Regions from separate parts of the Sus scrofa genome. Here all the other regions are linked to region 1. The links are chromatin contacts, called in public Hi-C and HiChIP or PLAC-seq maps. All regions are on one chromosome and are shown on one strand. Each heading gives the region's core, a stretch centred on a gene start, on an enhancer-like site or on the middle of the called end of the contact. The rest is flanking DNA. Distances are from core to core; before and after follow the strand shown. Region 1 holds the start of ETV6 (transcription factor ETV6). Region 2 holds the start of BORCS5 (a long non-coding RNA gene). Region 3 holds the start of LRP6 (low-density lipoprotein receptor-related protein 6). Region 4 holds the start of YBX3 (Y-box-binding protein 3). Region 5 holds the start of CREBL2 (cAMP-responsive element-binding protein-like 2).

Evidence for each region. A called contact is a pair of places that touch in the nucleus more often than the background predicts. HiChIP or PLAC-seq counts read pairs in DNA pulled down with a chosen protein or histone mark.
Region 2: an H3K27ac HiChIP or PLAC-seq map of alveolar macrophages shows a contact between it and region 1. The contact joins the promoter of BORCS5 here to the promoter of ETV6 in region 1. A contact is called at or near these places in 2 of 5 promoter capture datasets (fetal liver and liver), 1 of 47 Hi-C or Micro-C datasets (subcutaneous adipose tissue) and 2 of 2 datasets of contacts at active chromatin or transcription factors (alveolar macrophages and skeletal muscle).
Region 3: a contact with region 1 is called in an H3K27ac HiChIP or PLAC-seq map of alveolar macrophages. The contact joins the promoter of LRP6 here to the promoter of ETV6 in region 1. A contact is called at or near these places in 1 of 5 promoter capture datasets (liver) and 1 of 2 datasets of contacts at active chromatin or transcription factors (alveolar macrophages).
Region 4: a contact with region 1 is called in a Hi-C map of skeletal muscle, with 6 times the contacts expected there. The contact joins the promoter of YBX3 here to the promoter of ETV6 in region 1. A contact is called at or near these places in 1 of 5 promoter capture datasets (liver), 3 of 47 Hi-C or Micro-C datasets (heart right ventricle and skeletal muscle) and 1 of 2 datasets of contacts at active chromatin or transcription factors (alveolar macrophages).
Region 5: a contact with region 1 is called in an H3K27ac HiChIP or PLAC-seq map of skeletal muscle, with 5 times the contacts expected there. The contact joins the promoter of CREBL2 here to the promoter of ETV6 in region 1. A contact is called at or near these places in 1 of 5 promoter capture datasets (liver) and 1 of 2 datasets of contacts at active chromatin or transcription factors (skeletal muscle).

What each region holds. Positions count from the first base shown.
Region 1 is chr5:60,775,084-60,778,688 of Sscrofa11.1, reverse strand. It overlaps ETV6 (transcription factor ETV6), which reads left to right and starts at 1,897. Exons shown (of 8, transcript XM_005652587.3): 1 at 1,897-2,124. The coding sequence starts at 2,092.
Region 2 is chr5:60,071,377-60,074,815 of Sscrofa11.1, reverse strand. It overlaps BORCS5 (a long non-coding RNA gene), which reads left to right and starts at 1,840. Exons shown (of 4, transcript XR_002344101.1): 1 at 1,840-2,302.
Region 3 is chr5:60,146,822-60,150,797 of Sscrofa11.1, reverse strand. It overlaps LRP6 (low-density lipoprotein receptor-related protein 6), which reads right to left and starts at 1,757. Exons shown (of 24, transcript XM_021092344.1): 1 at 1,423-1,757. The coding sequence starts at 1,492.
Region 4 is chr5:61,336,168-61,339,661 of Sscrofa11.1, reverse strand. It overlaps YBX3 (Y-box-binding protein 3), which reads right to left and starts at 1,794. Exons shown (of 10, transcript XM_003126475.3): 1 at 1,302-1,794. The coding sequence starts at 1,590.
Region 5 is chr5:59,828,843-59,832,463 of Sscrofa11.1, reverse strand. It overlaps CREBL2 (cAMP-responsive element-binding protein-like 2), which reads left to right and starts at 1,267. Exons shown (of 4, transcript XM_021092337.1): 1 at 1,267-1,604. The coding sequence starts at 1,590.

The DNA.
Region 1 (3,605 bases), core at 648-3,147:
ATGGGACATCAGAACCAATGCTTCCAACAGCAGTGTAAGGACCAAAGGCAGATAAATGTGTGTGGGGGTTGGGCTGGGGGACAGCAGGTGGTCCAAGGCTGAGTGTTGGTTTGGACACGAGCTTTCTGGGAAAGAATAGGACTACGACGTGGCAAGGACTGCCCAGGTCCTTGGAAACTCACGAATCCCATTATGCCAAACTTCCCAGCTACTGGACTCTTCTATTCCAACCCTTTAGTAAATTCTGGTTTAAAGTGTTCTTCGAATGAGCGTGTGAAAAATTCTGAACACAATTTATTATGTGGAGAGAGGAAGGGAAGTTGGTAGGAAAGGTCCGTAGGATAGGGCAGCTTGGGAAATCTGTCCTGGTATACCTGTATATACTACATAACACGCATTATATTTATACAGATGTACTTACCTATCTGTAATTTAATACACATCCATACATCAAACCTATACGTATGATAAGGGTTTAGAATTTAGGCATAATGCTCTCAACTTTCTGCAGTGGACGCTTGCAAACATTTTCAGAGACTATAAATAACAATAGAAACAGTAGAGTGATCAGAGTACGTGCACTCAAGGCTAGAACCCTCAGCCCGACTGGCTCGAAACCTCCTCTAAGTGTTTTTGTTGTTTCTTTTTTTTCCACCAAATATTCCTCCCCCGGCAGGATCCCGGGGGCATCCTATCCGCCAATGACGGTTTCAGAGCTGTGGTCCCGGGGAGGAGTATTATCTCCAGGCACGCGTCCTGTCAACTCAGTAGTCGAGTCACCTATTTCGGTTGGTAGCGGCCGCTATTTCTTTAAAAGGACAGCGGATTTCGAAACCCGGAGGAAGGGGGGGGGGGTGTCAGGAAAAGGAACTCAACTGCCTTTGATAACTGCCCGGCAGCCTTCCCTTCTCCACAACGCATGCGGGGCTGGGGCAGCGCCCGCGGCGGCCGCATCCCCGGCAAGCGCGCCTCCCCTTTTCGGGGCGCCCACCTTCGCGGGGATTCCCCGGCCCACGGGGCTCGGCGTCTGCGGGCGGCCTCCCGGCTTTGTCTCCAGCGTCGCGCTCCGGCGCTCGCTCGCTAGCCCCTTTTCCCCGGTGCGGGCTGTAACCCGATCTCCCATTTCCTGGTGGATTCTCTTAAAGAGGCCGCGGTCGAGAAGCAGAACAAAGGCTATTGTTTTATTTCCTCCTTCGGATTCCGCGTCCTTACCGGAATGCCCTTTCCTATATAATTATTTTCATTGCGTCTCCGCTCGGCGGGGAAAAAATACAAAAAAACCCTTGTGCCTTCCAAAGTATCCGAGAGACGGAGCTCGGGGAGGGGGGGCGCTTAATAAAACCTGTTTTGAGGTTTCTGGGGCCCCGATGGAACCTTTCTTGGCGTGTCTTCCACGAGCCTGGCGCGGCCCGGCCCAGCCTGGGAAGCCCAGCGCTGGCCGGAGGGGGCTGCGCCGCCCGCCTCGTTAGCCACCGCGGCCTCACGCGGCCCCGCTCCCCCGGGATCCTCCGCCCGCGCCCCCGCCGCTGCCGCCGCCCCTCCCCCAGCGCGGCTTTTATTTCCCCGATGCCGGCCTGTAACCCGAGCTTTTATTTCCTGGTGGCTCCTTTAAGAGGCAGAGCTCAGTGCTGGGAATTCACGTCAGTTTCTGCACTGAAACTCTCAAGATCAATGAGCAAAGAGCTTTCTCAGTTCTGCCTTTCAGTTTCTCTCTTCCAGGAAGGAAAACATTCGAGAGAACTAGCGAGGGAGAGCGGCGGGAGGGCGGGGGGCGGGGGCGCCGGCCCGGGTGGGAGGAGAGAGCGGGAGGCCGGCCGGGCTGCGCCCCGGGTCGCCGTGCCGCGCCGCGACCTGCAGACCCCGCCGCCGCGCCGCCCGGCTCCCACGCCCCCGCCGCCCCGCGCGGCGACTCCGCCGGCGCCCCGCCCCGCCCCGCGCGCTCGCGGCCCCCCGGGGCGGCCGCCGGGAGAGATGCTGCAAGAAACTTCTTAAATGACCGCGTCCGGCTGGCCGTGGAGCGTTTCTGGGTTGGGGAGAGGAAAGGAAAGTGGAAAAAAACTGAGAACTTCCTGATCTCTCTCGCTGTGAGACATGTCTGAGACTCCTGCTCAGTGTAGCATTAAGGTAAAGATCTTCTCCCCCTCCCTCTCCGGGGTGGAAAACCTTGAGCTGCACTGGCCCGGCCAGTCCTGCTGGGCTCTCCAGTTCCGAGGGGGCTGCTGCAGTCGCTCTGTTCGCAGGAAATTATTTGGGGCGCCGGGGAAGGAGATGCAGCTCGCGGCGGCTGCCGTACCCTTTAGCGTAACCTTGCTACTCCCCCCTCCCGCCGAGCCCCCTGCCGGCTCCTGCGCCCCCACCCCACCCCCTTTCTTTTTGACGGTGAAATGCCCGTCACCATCGGTCAGGAGGATCCCGAGTGGTGTCTAGGACCGTAAAACAGCCCCGTAATTAGTGCTCTTTTTAAAAAACCTGCTCCCTGCTCCTACTCCCAACATGTGACCAAAATGTAACTTTTGTTCCCGAGGGGTGGTCTCCTTAGAAAAAAAAGTTCTCCAGCCCCATTGGGGTTGGAATCATTTCTTTAAAAAAAAAAAAAAGAAAGAAAGAAAGAAAGAAAGGCTCCCGGAGTCTGATCAGACAGATTCCTCCCCCCACCCCCAACCCCGATTGTAATTGCAAGCGCTTGTGGAAGAGACAGTCGTGGTGTCAGCTTTTCCTGGGCATTGCACAATGAATTTCTTTCTTTTTGTTTGTTTGTTTGTTTCTTTTTTTAAACCAAGGTGAATAAAGTTGCTGAATGGTTGTTTTACTCGGATGCATCTGAAAGTTGAGCAATCCCAAAGTAAAAAACTCCTGCGATGCAGGGAGAGAGAATTATTTAAGTGACCAGGAAAAATGACCTTCCCGGTTTGACAGTGCAGAGAGGATATCTAAGCGTAGAAATCTCCCGGCTTTCTGGCCATGGTTTGCAGTATTGTAAGTGCAGGAGGGTGGAGGATGTTTGCAAACACAGTACTTAGCTTCCAAGTGGTTGTATTTGTGCATTTATATATGTGTATGTGTGTGTCTGTAAAGGCTAGTGGTGCTGCGGTTTGTTGCTTCTAAAAAGTTGCCGTAAAGTTTGCCACCGTGAGGAGGCAGAATGATTTATCCATCTCCCCCAGTTATTTTTGCCATTGCTGCTTTTGTTGTACACTTTCATTTCACTGTCCCATGTACCCAGATGGAAAAGCCTTGCTGCTTCTGTGAGAGGCTGAAGCTGCTGAAGTTTGTTTGTTTATGGCTTGGCCCATTTAAGATGCATTTATTGAGTGGACCCTGCAGCAACAAGGAACAAATAACTGGTTTTCTTCATTGGTGGGGAATTCGAGAAACCTGTACTGTTTTAACATTGCTTTTCTGCAGAATCTGTTTAGCGGGAACACAGTATTTTATCATATTTGCTTATTAGGCTTTCACAATTATACTCAGGTTTTAGTGGGTTTTTTTTAATCAGGGAGGATTCTCATGGGTTTGAAGTAGGGTTAATGTGAACTTGAAAAGGTGGGTTGGGTTTAATTGTTTTTACCTGGCAAAAAACACCCAGGGGAACTTTCGGGTTTCTG
Region 2 (3,439 bases), core at 591-3,090, 700 kb after region 1:
GTAGAGAATGGGATACACATATATTTTTTTTTTTCTCCTTTTGGCCACCCCACAGCATAAAGAGTCCTGAACCAGGCATCAGATCCGAGGCACAGCTGTGAACTACGCTGCAGCTGTGGCAATGCCAGATCTTTAACCCGCTGTGCTGAACTGGGGATTGAACCTGCATGCCAGTGCTCTTGAGACACCACTGATGCTGTTCGGCCACAGCAGGAACTCCTGGGATGATATATTTATCCATTCATCAATTGATGGATCCCTTCTAGAATGAAACATTTATCCAAAGGGAAGCATAAAAATCACCATCACATCAGTATGGATTAGGGTATAGAACACAATTAAATATTGGTGTGGGAGAGGGAACAAGAGTCAGACTATGACTTACTTTCCCTTCTTTGCCTTCTCGCTCATCCTCCCCAAATATCTGAGAGAAGAACCAAGGGCTTTGCAAGAGGGAATGGACACATTACTTAGCGGGCCTTTCCCAGTTCCATAAGTCTGGTGGTTTATGTAAACTTCAAGACTATAGTCAAACATCACCTCTTAGGAAACTCTTTTGATCTCTCAGGCAGTTTTTAGTTCTATCTTCACATTCTCACCAAATACTGAATTTATGTTCACTTGAATTTTTCTCATGGTACAGTGGGCCCTCCATACCCAAGATTTCTTCCTTGCAGATTTAGAGGGGCCAGCTGTAAGGAACTTGAATATCCATGGATTTTGGTATCCTCCAGAGGCAGGGGGTCCTGGAACCAATCCCCCAGAGGATACCCAGGGAGGACAGTACTGTGATGGGGAGCAGAGGAAAGAGCATGAGATTTATAACCAGAGAATCCCAAATCCTAGTTTCACCACATACTACCTAGTGACCATGAGGAAATTACCTGCTTATGGTCATCAGGGTTATTGGGAAAATTAAATGAGTTAAAGCAGGTGAAATGTTTGTGATACTGCAGAATAGAAGGGATTTAATCATTTCATCAATTTGACACTCTTTCTGATGATATGCATAAGACGTTTATGTATATATAATCTCAGGGTATTCGCTTGAAATTTCGTAAAACAAACAATATGAGTTGCAAAGTTCTGAGAATCCCAGAACCGCTCAACTCCTTGATGGGAATACATTGTTAAGTCTTCGTACACGATGCGAGAAAGTTGGCAGTTTCTGTTTTGCGTTACCCATACTTCTTTTCCGCCTTTGCTAGTTTCAGAATGCCCTGTGATAATTGTCAAGCTCCCCAGAAAGTGACGAGACTTGGGGCATCCACTTTCCTTTGAAGATGCATAAACATCTAACAAACGAGTCAGCATTTTCTATTCATTTTGCTCTCATTTTCAACTCCGTCCTTTACCATCAAGTATTTTTTTTTTTTTTTGCACGGTTGTCTACTGCCAAACTTCCACCTTTTGGAACTGAAACAGGAACTTTGCATTCAGACAGCTATGGGTTCCAACCCTAAGTCTAACACCTCTATTTTGCCATTTGTAAAACAAGATTTAAGATTTCACAACACATACGAATACGGAGCCATTACATTGTACACCTGAAACTAATATAATGCTATATGTCACTTATATCTCAGTTAAAACGGAAAACAATAAATGCCCAAAATACACACACAAAAACAAACTCCCCCCAAACCTATTATGTAAAGTTCTAAAAATAGGAGTAAAGTGCCTAGTGTGTGAATAATGCTTAAAGGTGATGTGCAATATTACAACAGGAAACGCTGCACCCTGCGGGGCGGTTCTGTCTTTGAGGAGGTTGGGCCCTTTAAGGCTGCGCCGCGGGAGTCTTCCGCGCGAGTCTCCCCGCCCTCCCTCGGGCCGGGGCGGGGGCCCTCTAACCCGGAACTGACGGCCGCCGCAGCCGGCGCGGCCAATTGGCGTCCCGGAAGGAGCGAGCTGCGGCGTCTGAGCAAGCGAGTGAGTGAAAGCGGCGCCGCCCGCCGGCCGCGGGCGCGGCTGGTGCCGGGCGTTCCCCTGCCTTTTGGTCTTGGGTTTCCCCAAAGAAGGCGGCGAGGGGCGTGTAGCCCAGCCACGTATCCTTGCAGTCAGTTCCCCAAGTAGGGCCTCCTGTCCCCTGCCGCCCGCGCCACTCGTTGGGTTGGGCGCGCCATCCCCACACCGCAGCCCGTGTAGCTTTCTCATCTAGGTCCCTGGCCCCTGCCCTGTCGCCCCGCCGCCGGAGCGGTCACCGCCCGTTCCACCGTTCCTCCGCTGCCACCGCTGCCGGCAACCATGGGCAGTGAGCAGAGCTCCGAGGCCGAGAGCCGACCCAACGATCTGAACTCCTCAGGTCGGTGTCCTAACTTCCCCTCTCCTCCAGCCAGTCCTGCCTGCTTGCGGAGCGGGCTACCTCCCAGCCTGGTGGGGACTGGGACGGGTGACAGGAACGCACAGAAAGCTCTCACCGTGTTTTTTTCCTTAAAAAAAAAAAAAAAAAAAAAAAAAAAAAAAAAAGTAACCATCTGGCCTGGCTTTGATTCTCCCAATGGTAGTGAGTGCCTGTGATTGCAAGCTGAGCCAGGTGGCCGCCCGTGCCCATTAATTTTCAAAACAGCTGTGTTTCTCTCAGTGTAGCCTACGCTTTGAAAGAGGACCTAAATAATATCTGGCTTTAGTATTGATGCCTGACAGTGAGGTTTGGTCGCACAGTGTATGGTTCACAGACAAGACCTCAAAGAACAGATTCCTTCTTAGAAGTGGGTCCCAGAGATTCCTTTTCAGAGGGATGTGTGACAGGTGTTTTGCAGCCTTGGTTTTGGTGCCTTGGTTTTGGTGCCCAGGAACTGCAACCAATCGGAAGATTTCTCGGCTCCTTTTTTAATATAGAAGTTGTTTGGGAAGGCAGGTTCTGATGTTTTTCTTATTCTTCACTCATCCATATTTTTTAGATTTCTCTCCGAGTTTGATATAGGAACGGGAGCTTACTGTTCCTGTAATACAATGAGCAGTCAGTAAATAAAACAGGTGATGCTTTGCTAACTGAGAATCATTTGCTCCTCTTTGTTACCTGCCAAACCCTGGGACCACTGGAGTTGCCCTGGATAAGAGTTGTTAATCCAAATTGGCTTATATCTGGAGCCTAAAAAGAGCTCTGGTCATAGAACTGCTCTGTTCTTGGTAGGATCTGTACTTCAGAAATATAGACGCTAACAGATCAGGGGATTCCACACTGAAAGCTGCCCTTCTAGTTCAGACCATTCCGGGAGCTAGATTAGACAGTTTTTTATGGTGTGCAGCATGTACTAGCTTTGCTATTTTTTTTTTTTTTTGGAAGACCCAGAATGTAGTATCTGTTATAACAAACACAGAAATAGATGTTACCTCTTACTTTCTTGCCTCTGTGTCAGGCCAGAAACATTCTTTGGGAAGAAGTGTGGCATCTTTTTAATAGGATTGCTCACCTACTAACCAACAGCCTGAGCTCTAA
Region 3 (3,976 bases), core at 508-3,007, 630 kb after region 1:
ACTGCATTAAATTCTCAGCCAAGAAAATGAAATAAGCACTATCTTTCTGGAGTTTAAACGTGGAAATAGTTTGGAATGTGCTTACAGTTGAGTCCCAATTATTAAGTATAAGTAGATACAACATGCAGACATTATAATCCTGAGACACGAATAAAGGAAAAAAATTTCTCCTCTCAAAATTGTCAATCACGCTTATCCAAAATAAATAAATATGCACACAAATAGCTTATCTGGCTCATTTATAGCACAACACGGTTAGTTACTATCGTGCTCTGGAAACTTCCGTTAAGTTTGAACACTTAACAAACGTTTAGCCTGTTAAATTAATAGCTAAAAATCTCCTTACACTCAAGAGGTCCCATATCTGAAAAGAACTGACAGTGAACACAAGCGAAAATCTTAACGAAACCAAAGCTACATACAAATCATTGCATCAATTGGCACTTAAATTGCTCGGCTGGTAAATGCCCCACAGCATCAGAGTCATCACTGCCTCAACACTGGCTAAGTTTGAGAATAGCTGCTGAAATCTTGCGGGCCAGTCAAAAACCTCAGCGAACTAAAATCACAAAATAAAAGTCACAGCCTATGTGACAGCTTTGCGGGCCAATTAAAAACAAACAAACAAGCCAAGGAACCACAGAATTTACTCGATTCTCGAGCAAATTCTCCCGGGGAGCGCAGCAGATGGTAGCTTAGGTCCCGGGACAGGCTCCTCTCCACCAAGGATGACTTTCCTGCTTGGTGCCAACTGTACACTTGCAAGCTCCGAAAATAGGGGCAAGTTCTGAATACCAGGGGTTACAAGGGCAACGTTTCTATTTTATCACGGGCTGAAGCCCAGACGACTCCCAAGGCTGAAACGCTCGACCTATAACCTCGGAGTCGCTTTCCAACTGTGCTCTCACCCACGATCATTATATCCCCAAAGGAAGCCAATTATTAGTTGTAACAAGGCCTGGAAAAATAGTAAGAGGGCTCTAAAAGTTCACAAGACAGACACGGAAAAGGTGGGGGCAGGAGAAGCCCGACGTTGAAGCATCTCAGGCTCAAACATTCCAAGGGCCAAAATCCATACAAAGCCCCTAGTCCCCAGTGACTCCACGCAGAAACAGACACACCGACCCTCAGTCGCACGGAAAGAATGGGGGGTCCAGGGGGTTACCCGCACAGGCTGCTAATGGTAAACTTAGAATCATCCGTTCCGACCAGGTCGGGCAGGCGAGGCGGGGGCTGCATCGTGGCCGGGCGGAGCGCGCAGCCCCTTCTCCCGGGCCCCTCTCTCCCTCCTTCCCCAAGACCAGGCCTCTCCCCGCTCCTCTTCCCCTTCTTCGCCTCCCTCCCTCCCCTCCCCCAGACACACAGAATGAGGCCCCCTCCCCCCAAAACCCCACCAACTTTCCCCGTCCCCGTGCTTCCCACCTCTCAGGAGCACGCAGAAACTGCAGGCCAGGAGGCTCCTCAGGACGGCCCCCATCTTCCCTTCTCGCATTCGCTTCTCTCACCGGCGAGGGGCGGCCCGAAGAGGGGGAGGCGAGGAGCCGGGGCGGCCGCGGCAGCGGCAGGTCTGCACGCTCATGCTTCCCAGCTTTCCGGAGAGAGAGAAGAAAGAAAGGGGCACGTCAAGGCTCCGCGCGCGCCGCCGCCGCCCTCTCTACCGCGCCGCTCCGCCCGGGGCTCGCGCGACGCCAGCGTCTGCTTCCATCCCGCCGCCTCCTCCCCCGGCGCCCCGCTTCCCCCGCGCAGTTCCTCATTCAGCCTCTTCCTCTCACGCCGCGGCGCAGGGATACCGGCTCCCGCCGCCGCCACGGGTCGCCGCCGAGGTCTCCCTGCGCGCGGGCGAGCCCCCTCCCTCGGCACCGCCTCCCGGGCGGTTTAGAAAAGGAGAGAGGGCCGCGCGCACGGCCTCGGCTGGCAGACCCCGGGAAATGCGAGGGGCGAGCAAAAGCGGGCAGGAGGGGAAAGGCCGCCCGGCGGCGCATTCCGATGGGATTCTTTCCCGGGCCGGCCCCTTCGGCCCTCCCCGCGGAGGGCGTGAAGCGACGTCGAACAACATCGGTGCCGGCGTGGTCGGGACTACTTTCTGCGGCTCGGCCGGGCCGCCGCCTGCTCTGCTCTTTGTGCGGCAGCCGCGGGCTGAGCCAGGTGGGGTTCTCGGGCCACGCCGGCCGCCACCTGGGCCAGGGCGGCGAGGGCGTTGAGGGCGGCGGGGGCAGATTGGCTGGAGCCGCGGAGCTGCAAGTCCACGCTCTGGGATATCGATACGGGGTGATGAGCTCAGTCTCCAGGATTGGGAATTGGTTTACGCATCTCTTTTTTTTTTAAGCATATCTCTTTTTAAAGAAAATAAAAACTAATGCTGTATCCACCAGCTTTCAACGTGGATATGGTGAAGGGTGCTCAAACGCCAACACAAAACGGAGATTTATTTTTTCCTCCTGGCTTCCCAGAACTGCAGACTGCCCCCACAATTAAGTCCGACAAGGACTAAAGATTTCTAAACTGGCAGATAAAATTCCAAGATACCTAAGAGAGAGTAAAGGGACAATGGGTCAGGACTGAATTCTGGATTTTACAAATTGCGTTTAATGATGGTTGTTTGGCATGTTTTGATGATCAGTTCTCAGCTGGAGAAGGAAAAGATTCCTCAGCATCTCAGAGTGATTTTGCTCAGCCTCTGCTGGCTGCTCTCCGGGCACTGGGCGTTCAGGGATAGGTGCTCAGACGTCCCTGGAGTCACGTGGCAGCTTCAGTCCAGGAGGGCACACCATCAGGAGTTAACCATAAAGGAACTATCAGGTGCATCCTGCCCAGCCGTCACACGCCCTCACCTGGGGGCAGATGGTGCAGAGGCGGGGATGCCCCTACGTTGGTACTAGCGTCTCAGTGACGCGGTTCACCAAGTGCTGCGCACACATGATTTGACACTCAACTACCCTGGGGTAAGGCAGGTTGTGTTACTTAGTATCCTTATTGCACAGAGGAGGAAAATGAGAATCTGAGGGGTTCAATGACTTTCCCAAGGCCAGTCAGGTGGCGACTAGCCCGTCCAAACCCAAGCCAGGTCTTCCGACTGCAGACCCTGCTCTGTCGGAGAAATGCGCACTGATCCAAAGCCAGGGGTGTCTGTGAGCAGATAGAAGGGCAAAAAAGAGCCAAATCATTTTCTCCTAAATTCACCTGAGAACGTCTAGCCGCCACTAATTTAAATTACCTTCCTCCAAGAACCATGTCAGGACTTGGCAAGTTTTGTATTCTGTCCTCCTCAAAACAGATAATCGAGAACCAGGTTTTCAGCAATTGCCTAGAGAATGTCACCTCGAAGCTATGAGTCTGTGGCGACACCATGATGTAGTTGGGAAGGCATGAGCTTTGGAAAGAGATGGTTAGGATTCAAATCCTACCAGTTACTAGATGTGTAACTTTGGGCATGAAATTTAGGTATACTGCACCTCGTTTTTCTCATTTGTAAAAATGGGAATAATACCTCGATCAGGCTTATAGTAGGAATTAAATTTTAAAGAATTTTAAAGAATTTTAAAGAAAAAATATTTCTCAGTATATAATAGGTGCTGAATAAATGATCATTTCCTTTCTCAACTCCTGCAAAGCGAATGGTATCATAGTAACTTGGAATCCTTCAGAAATTATGGAATACAAGGAGGAAAAGTACATATTCAAGATGTTTATTCCAGGATAATTTCTAAGTAGAAGTAGATAACTACAAAGCCAATGAAAATTAACCTGCAGGGAGTTCCATTGTGGTACAGCAGCTCAGGTCACTGCTGTGGGCACAGGTTGGATCTCTAGCCTGGGAGCTTCTGTATGCCACAGGCGTGGCCAGAAAGGAAAAATTAACCTCCAGAACACCTCATTTTCTTACTTTCTTTCTTACTTTCTTTTTGTTGTTTGTTTGGCCTCAACCATGGCTGTGGAAGCCCCGAGCCAGGGATCCAACCCATGCCACAGTAGTGAC
Region 4 (3,494 bases), core at 545-3,044, 560 kb before region 1:
ATATGAGAGCTATTTGGCTTCTTAACCCTACACATATTACATTTAGCACGCTGTTTGACAGTTAACTGAATAAAATTTAGCCCAGGGGAGGAAGGGGGGGGCATGAAAAGAGGCCTCTCAAGGCAGGAAACATGGAATCGGAATCTTATTAAACTTTTCTTTACATTATTCCCCCAATTTTCTTCTTCGAAAACTGGGCAAGCAAGACTCAGATCAAACATGCCCTATCCAAAATACTGAAAACTTCTTGGAAGCATCCCACAGCATCTCTTACCTTCCCTGTTTTAAAAAAAGAGGGAATGTTACAGCACACACCCTTTAGAGAACTTATTCCCCACCCACCTGCTCTGTAAACCGGTTTAAGGCCCCACCTAGGGCTTTACTTCAGGAGAGAATGCTGAAATATTCGATAAAACCACCAACCACCACAGACGCCTTTTGTTATGCCCTGCTCCCCCACCCCCGACCTGTATGGCTCCTCTTCCGATCTCCTTCCCGGAGTTCCAAGTCCCAAGATAACGATGCTGCGAACTAACGTCATACCCACACTTCCGACGAAGTTTTTTCAGCTGCTGCACCAAATGCTTTCCCACAATCCGGGAAGAAGCAAATGTGTAGGGATTGGAAAACACTGACTGGTTCTTTGCAGCAGCGGGCAGAGAGGGAGGGGGACGAGGGACCAAAGCCCAAGTTTCCCGGAGAGGATTGCAACACCTCTCCGCCGACATGTGGCCGACAGAAGCGTGGCCTCGTTCCTGCGCCCCCGTGGGAAGGGCGTCAGGGACAGACACCTGAGCCTTCCCAGCAAGATGCCTTTGCACCTTTCCCTCCCGTCTGGTCCGGCGCCTTCCTCTCCCCCGAAGGAAATGCTCTCCTCACCCAGAACCTAGGCGAGGACTACTATGTCCCCGTCCCACGTGGGTGCTGTCCCATCCCTACATCCGCATCTATCCCAAATCTGGATCCTCTTTCCCGACCGCCGCTCCTTTCCCCTTTGTCCGGAGGGATGCTTCGCCATGGGAGTGTGCGACAGTGCGTGCCCAGGGGATCCAAGTTAAGTCCCGTCCCTCACGGGCCTGGGACCTGAAGGGACGCGCTCAGGCGGCGGGGAGCGCAGGGCGCCGCGCGCTCACCTGGCAGCGCCTGGGGGACTGGCCACCTGCGCCAGGGACCCGAGGTCCCCGGGGACCCCGTGCTGTCAGGCCTCCCGCGGAGCGGGACAGGCGTGGGAGCTGCCCACACGTGCTCCGCGGCCGCCCGCTCCTCCCGGGGCAGCCTCCATCCTCCCGGGCCTGACTCACCGAGAACTTTCTTCTCCGCGTCTTCACTGCCCGCGGCGGCCGAAGAGGCGGGGGCCGCGGTGCCCGGGGCCGTGGGGGCCGCGGGGGCCGCGTCTCCACCCGGGTTGCCCGCTACCAGGGCGGCGGGCGCCGGGGCGGCGGCCTGGGGCGCGCCGCTGCCCGCCGGGCTCTTGGGCGCGGGGTCCTGGGGGGCCGCGGCGGCCGCCTCCGCCGGAGCCTGCGGGAGGGTGGTGGTGGTGGTAGTGGTGCTGGTGGTGCTGGTGGTGGTGGCCTCGCCCGCCTCGCTCATGCCGCCTCCTCCGCTCTCCCTCGGGCACCTCGGTGGCGGTTGGTCGGCGGTTAGCGCAGCTGGAGGTCGCGGCGGCCGGGGCTCGCTCTCGGGGAGGCCGGTGCGGATCTCGTGGCGCGGGCGGCGGCGGCCGAGGTGGGTCTCGCGGCGGAGGCGGCTCGAGCTCTCGGGCTGTGCGCTCGCTCTTGGGCTCCTCGCTCGATCTTACTGCCCCAAAAATGGCCCCGCGCAAGTTTTTCTAGGCGGCGCACCGGCCGGAGAGGGAAGAGGGTGGAGAGAGTTGGCTCCCGAGTTGGGCATCGACTTCATTAGCATTTAAAGGGGCCCGGTGCCCTTTCCACCCGCCGATCGGCCCGGGACTGAGAGCAGGGGCCCGAGTGGCCGGGAAAGGAAAGCAAGGGTGGATCTGAGGTTGGCAGGGTACTCTGGAGTTTTCTGCCGAGCACGCTCTGCCGGCCCTTTGTTGGAGCCGGGCAGCGGGGCACTCCTGCCTAACCACATCTTCTAGGAGGAGCAAAGTAGGGCATCCAAATGACCGGGCGCTTCTCTCTCTCAAATACTGGCTTTTAAAATCCGTTCTAGTTATCCATGCAACGTTTATGAAGCACGAAAAACTGTTTCTGATACAGCAGTGAAGAACTGGAATTATACAATCTTAAAGCTATTTGGCTACTTCCTCTTGAAAGATGTTAGATGGTTTCTTCTATAATCCACAGGTGAGGAAACTGAGGTCCAAACCTCCATGAAGTAATGCAAATATCAGAGTTTACATCAATGTAATGGCAACAAATAGTGAGCTGCTAATATATATGTAATAATACTATACTTGGGGGGGAGGATAAATTTTACCTTCTTCTCTAATTGCCCCTGCCAGCTAGTGAAAACTTAAGCAACTGAGCCCTCTTAGCCTCAGGGAGGAGAGTAACAGAGAAACGGATCACCCAATAAACGGTAGTCCGTTTGCAGAGCTCACATGGCCTTTGGAGAATGGACGAGATCATGCTGAACACCAGGCCAGAGGGACCGTGCTCTGTATTCAAGAACTATTGGGATACAGGCTATCAGGCGTCCTTTGCCTCCAGGATCCAGGCAAGTCTAGGTTTACACTCTAGTGCTGCTCTTAGTTAATGGAGTCAACTTGGACGAGGTGTTCAATATCCCAGAGTTGGTTTCCTCAAAGGAACGTGGATGGGATTATCACATGTAACTCCAGTGTCTGGTCTAACGAAAAATTCCGTTTTTCATTCCTTATTCCCCTAAATCATTTACACCCTCCAACCTCGCCCGACCCCAGAATTCTATGTTCTGTGGCTGCATCAGAAGGGTAGTTATCAGGTGTAATTCATCATTATATTCCCACTGGTTAGCACACAGTACCTAACACAGAGTTAGAGCATAGTAAATGTTTACTAAATGAAAACAAATAAAAAGACCAACATTTTCCACACTCACTTACTTACGAACACATTCATTATCAATAATTGTTTTTTAAATAATGACTTGTATTTTTTCCGTTATAACTGGTTTACAGTGTTCTGTCAATTTTCTATTGTACAGAAAGCTGACCCAGTTACATATACATGTATACATTCTTTTTTCTCACATTATCATGCTCCATCATAAGTGACTAGACAAAGTTCCCAGTGCTGTACAGGAGGCTCTCATTGCTTGTCCATTCCAAAGGCAATAGTTTGCATCTATTAGCCCCAAATTCCCAATCCATCCCACTCCCTCCCCCTTCCCCTCCCCCTTGGCAACCACAAGTCTGTTTTTCATGTCCATGATTTTCTTTTCTGTGGAAAGATTCATTTGTGTTGTATATTAGATTCCAGCATTATCAATAATTGTAATGCCCTGCTTTATTGCTTTCTTACTCCATCCATGAAAAATACAACTTAAAAATT
Region 5 (3,621 bases), core at 18-2,517, 950 kb after region 1:
AAGCAGCATTTCTTAAAAAGTAAAAGTGTGTCTCAAGTATTATATGGACATACTTGTACTAAAGGGGTATTTGTTTGCCTGAAATTCAAATGTGAATGTCCTATATATTTATTGCTAAATCTGAGAACTCTACCTCAGCTGAATTTTGGAAGAGTTTAACAAAGCACTTTAGGAGTCTGAAAAGGAGTCAAAAGGCTCTCCAGAAGAACGTTAATGAACACACAAACTTTGTCAAATTCTCAATGGCCTAACATAGGCCAAAACAAGAAGCTCACTGACTCTATTAAATCAGGATGACAAAACACTCTTCATTATTAATGATTGAGATGTAATTCACATACCATAATGTTCACTCATTTAAAGTACACAATTCAGTGATTTTTAGAATAGAGTTGTGCAGCCACCACTAAATACACTTTAGAAGTTTCACTGCCTTTAAAGAAACCTAGTACCCGTTAACAACCACTCCCCATTCCCTGCCTCCTCCCTCCTGCTGCTCCCCAGCCCTAGCCCCTGGTAACCACCCGTCAACTTCTTCTTCTTTAAATGTTACTATTCTAAAAAATTGCATTCTAAATGGAATCTATAATATGTGGCCTTTTGTGTCTGGCTTCTTTCACTTGGCATGTTTTCAAGGCTCATCTACATTGCAGCATGTGTTCCTTTTCATGGACTAATAATATTCCTTTGTATATAAATACAATTGGCCTATCCATTCATCCCCTGTTGAACATTTGGGTTATTTCCACCTTCCGACATTATGAATAACTCTGCTAGGACAGAACATTACTGCACAAGTCTTCGTGGGGACACAGAGTGTCATTTCTGATGCAATTGTTGGCCATGTGGTAGCTCCACGTCTAATACTGAGACTAACTCCCAAATGTTTTTTCCAAGAAGCTGTACCATTTTACATTCTAAGGGTTTGTTTTCTTTTTTTAATTTTTAAAATAACCTTCAGAGTTTCCTCGGTGTCCCTAAAAACGGCCCGCTCCCAGGGCCGCCCCTACGGAGCCCCAACGGTCTCCTCCCAGCGCCCAGGCCGCGGGAACCGGGGGCCCAAACACCCCCCCGCCTGCACTGTGGGAAAGGTAGTTTCGGCCCCTCCTCCACAGCGCTCCCCGTCCGGAAAACAGACGCCATGCTGAGGCTCTGTGGACATTGTAGTTTCCTTCCTAGTTAGCCATGCAGAGACTACGTTAAGGAAAACTACAATCCCCAGAATCCCGCGGCGCAACGGCAGCCGAAGCGGCCAATCCGCGCGCCGCGCTCCCGCCTACCCTCTGGTCCGGGCCGCTCTCCAGGGCGTCTGTAAACACAGCCAGAGCCTGTCATGGAGGGGGAGGAGGAGGCGGTGGCGGCGAAGGGAGGCGTTCTGGGCCGCCTCCAGGGTCCGCTCTGCCATTCCTGAACTGGTCCCTCATTCCCGTGACTGTGGCATCAGGGAAGGGAACTGTTAGGCAAGAGAAGGGGGCAGTCAGAACCATATCCCCTTCTTCCCCCGGGGCGGGGCCGGGCCGGGCCAGACCGGCTGAGCAGAGGGAGGGTCGGGGGAGGGAGCGCCCGACCGGGCCGGCCTGTCTGCCGAGATGGATGACAGTAAGGTAAGTCCTGGGGTTTGCACGCGCAGCGCCGCCGCCTGCTTGTCGCTAAGTGCTCGTCCAGCAGCCGAGCCTCACTCCGTAGTCCACGCCAACACCCGAGAAACACCTGCCTTAGGCATCCTTGCGCCTCCAGCTGTGACCCCAGGTACCCTGGCAGGAATTCAGGGAAGAGCGGCCTGCGTTTTTCCAGCAAGGGCCCACTCCTCTGGAAAATGTTCACACCCAAGGCCAACGGGTTGGTCAGCTTTTCCAACCTTAGTCCTTGACTTGCCTCCCGAGATAAGTGAAGAAACTACTGTGCCTTCTCTGTTCCTTCCCTTGCCGCCTCCCAGCTTTTCTCCACTTGGGAGCCCTTTCACTAGGGCACCCTGAACCGGCCCTGTTCCCCTCGACGGTCTCCCTTTCTCCTCTCAGGCTCGCTTACTCAATGCCCCATTCATATATTCGGTTCACTCCCCTCTGTGCTATTTTCCTGTGGTTGGTTGGAACGCACTGCTAAGCTCCTGTTGCTATTCGTCCAGAGTCTGGAATCTAACCTCTTCTCGAAAGCCTTCTCCAAGAAAAGGGGTGAATTTCTTCTTGTTAATCTGTCTTAATATTCCATCCCCATCCCTCTTTCCCTATCCACATCATTTATCCCTATGAAGATAAGGTCACAAACAATATTGGTTAATTCCTACAGTTTACATATAACCTTTCTGTCTGAACACAGCAGTGTTGTCCCGTTATATTTCGTGAGGATAGTGATGGTCAGTTTGTTGATCATCAGCTTATTGATGTTCTAGAATGTTTAGGAAGTTGGGTTTGCTGTTGTTTTTTTTAAGGAATCAGACTTCTAGAATTTGCCAGTTTTCAAAGTAGACACTCAGTTCCCTCTGCTTTCCACAGGTCTTACTTTCCACAGTCTCTGGCATGCTGCTTGTGGTAGCTTTTTCCTTCATTTCCCCCTTTCACCTAACCAATAACACTTGGCTACTATCAAGTTTTTGTTTCACTCATCCTAGAGATAATGGAAAATTTTCCATCTTCTCTGTGCGGCCTGTGTGGTTCTATGTTATCTCCTCTTCCTGTTCCTGCTGAAGGCACTGAGGAAAGTGATAGCAGAGAAAGCTTAACGCTCTACTCTGGAATTGGGACTCGCTAGAGGAACAGTTTGCTTGTGAAATAGCAAACCCCTCCTAATAGGAAATACCATTGCCAAAACAAAAAGGTGGAGTTCTGAAAGTTTTACAGAAAAATCAGAAGATAATGTCTCATAACAACCTTTGTCAGCTTGATCTTTCAGTGTTAATATTAAAATTAAATCTGAGTACTATATCCATTATCTTCCCTGGATATGGCTGGGAAAGGATGCTGAAGAAAAGTATTCTTTAATTTCCTTAATTTGAGACTCTCCTGGTATATTTACTAATTTTGAGTTGTTTCTTTTTTCAAACCTTTGAGACATTAAATAACTTTCTCAGAGTCTTCAGTAATTGCAAGTAAATTCACCAGAAATACATTGGATTTTGAATTATTTTACCTTCCTATAAAATCACATAGAACTTATTTCTAAAACAAGCAAACTGTAGTGGGGGCTATAAAGTGTTACTGTTTTGCCTAGAGTGAAATTACATTTGGGGGAGGGGGTAGGCTATTCATAACTTACTTCTTAGGAGGGTCACAGCTAAGCAAAATGAATTCAGTTCTCATTTATTAAGTCATTGTTTTTGTGACAGTCTTTAGAAACCAGCAGTTTCTTTGATCTTTAATGATTATGGAAAAGAAAATCCCTTTCAGGTGTCTCTGGATGGATAGTGCCTCTGTGAATACACTACTTTCACTCTGAAAATATGTAGCTGTGATGAGTAATATTTAAATGCCATGTACAGCTGGACTGGACTGCTTTCAGCAGTGCAGTAGTATGAAATGGCCCTTAAAACAGCCTTCCAGTCCTGCCTTACCCTGTGCTCTAGTTTACAGTCCTGCATAATTGTATTGTCTTCCTAGTTTACACATACATACTCACACACAAAAC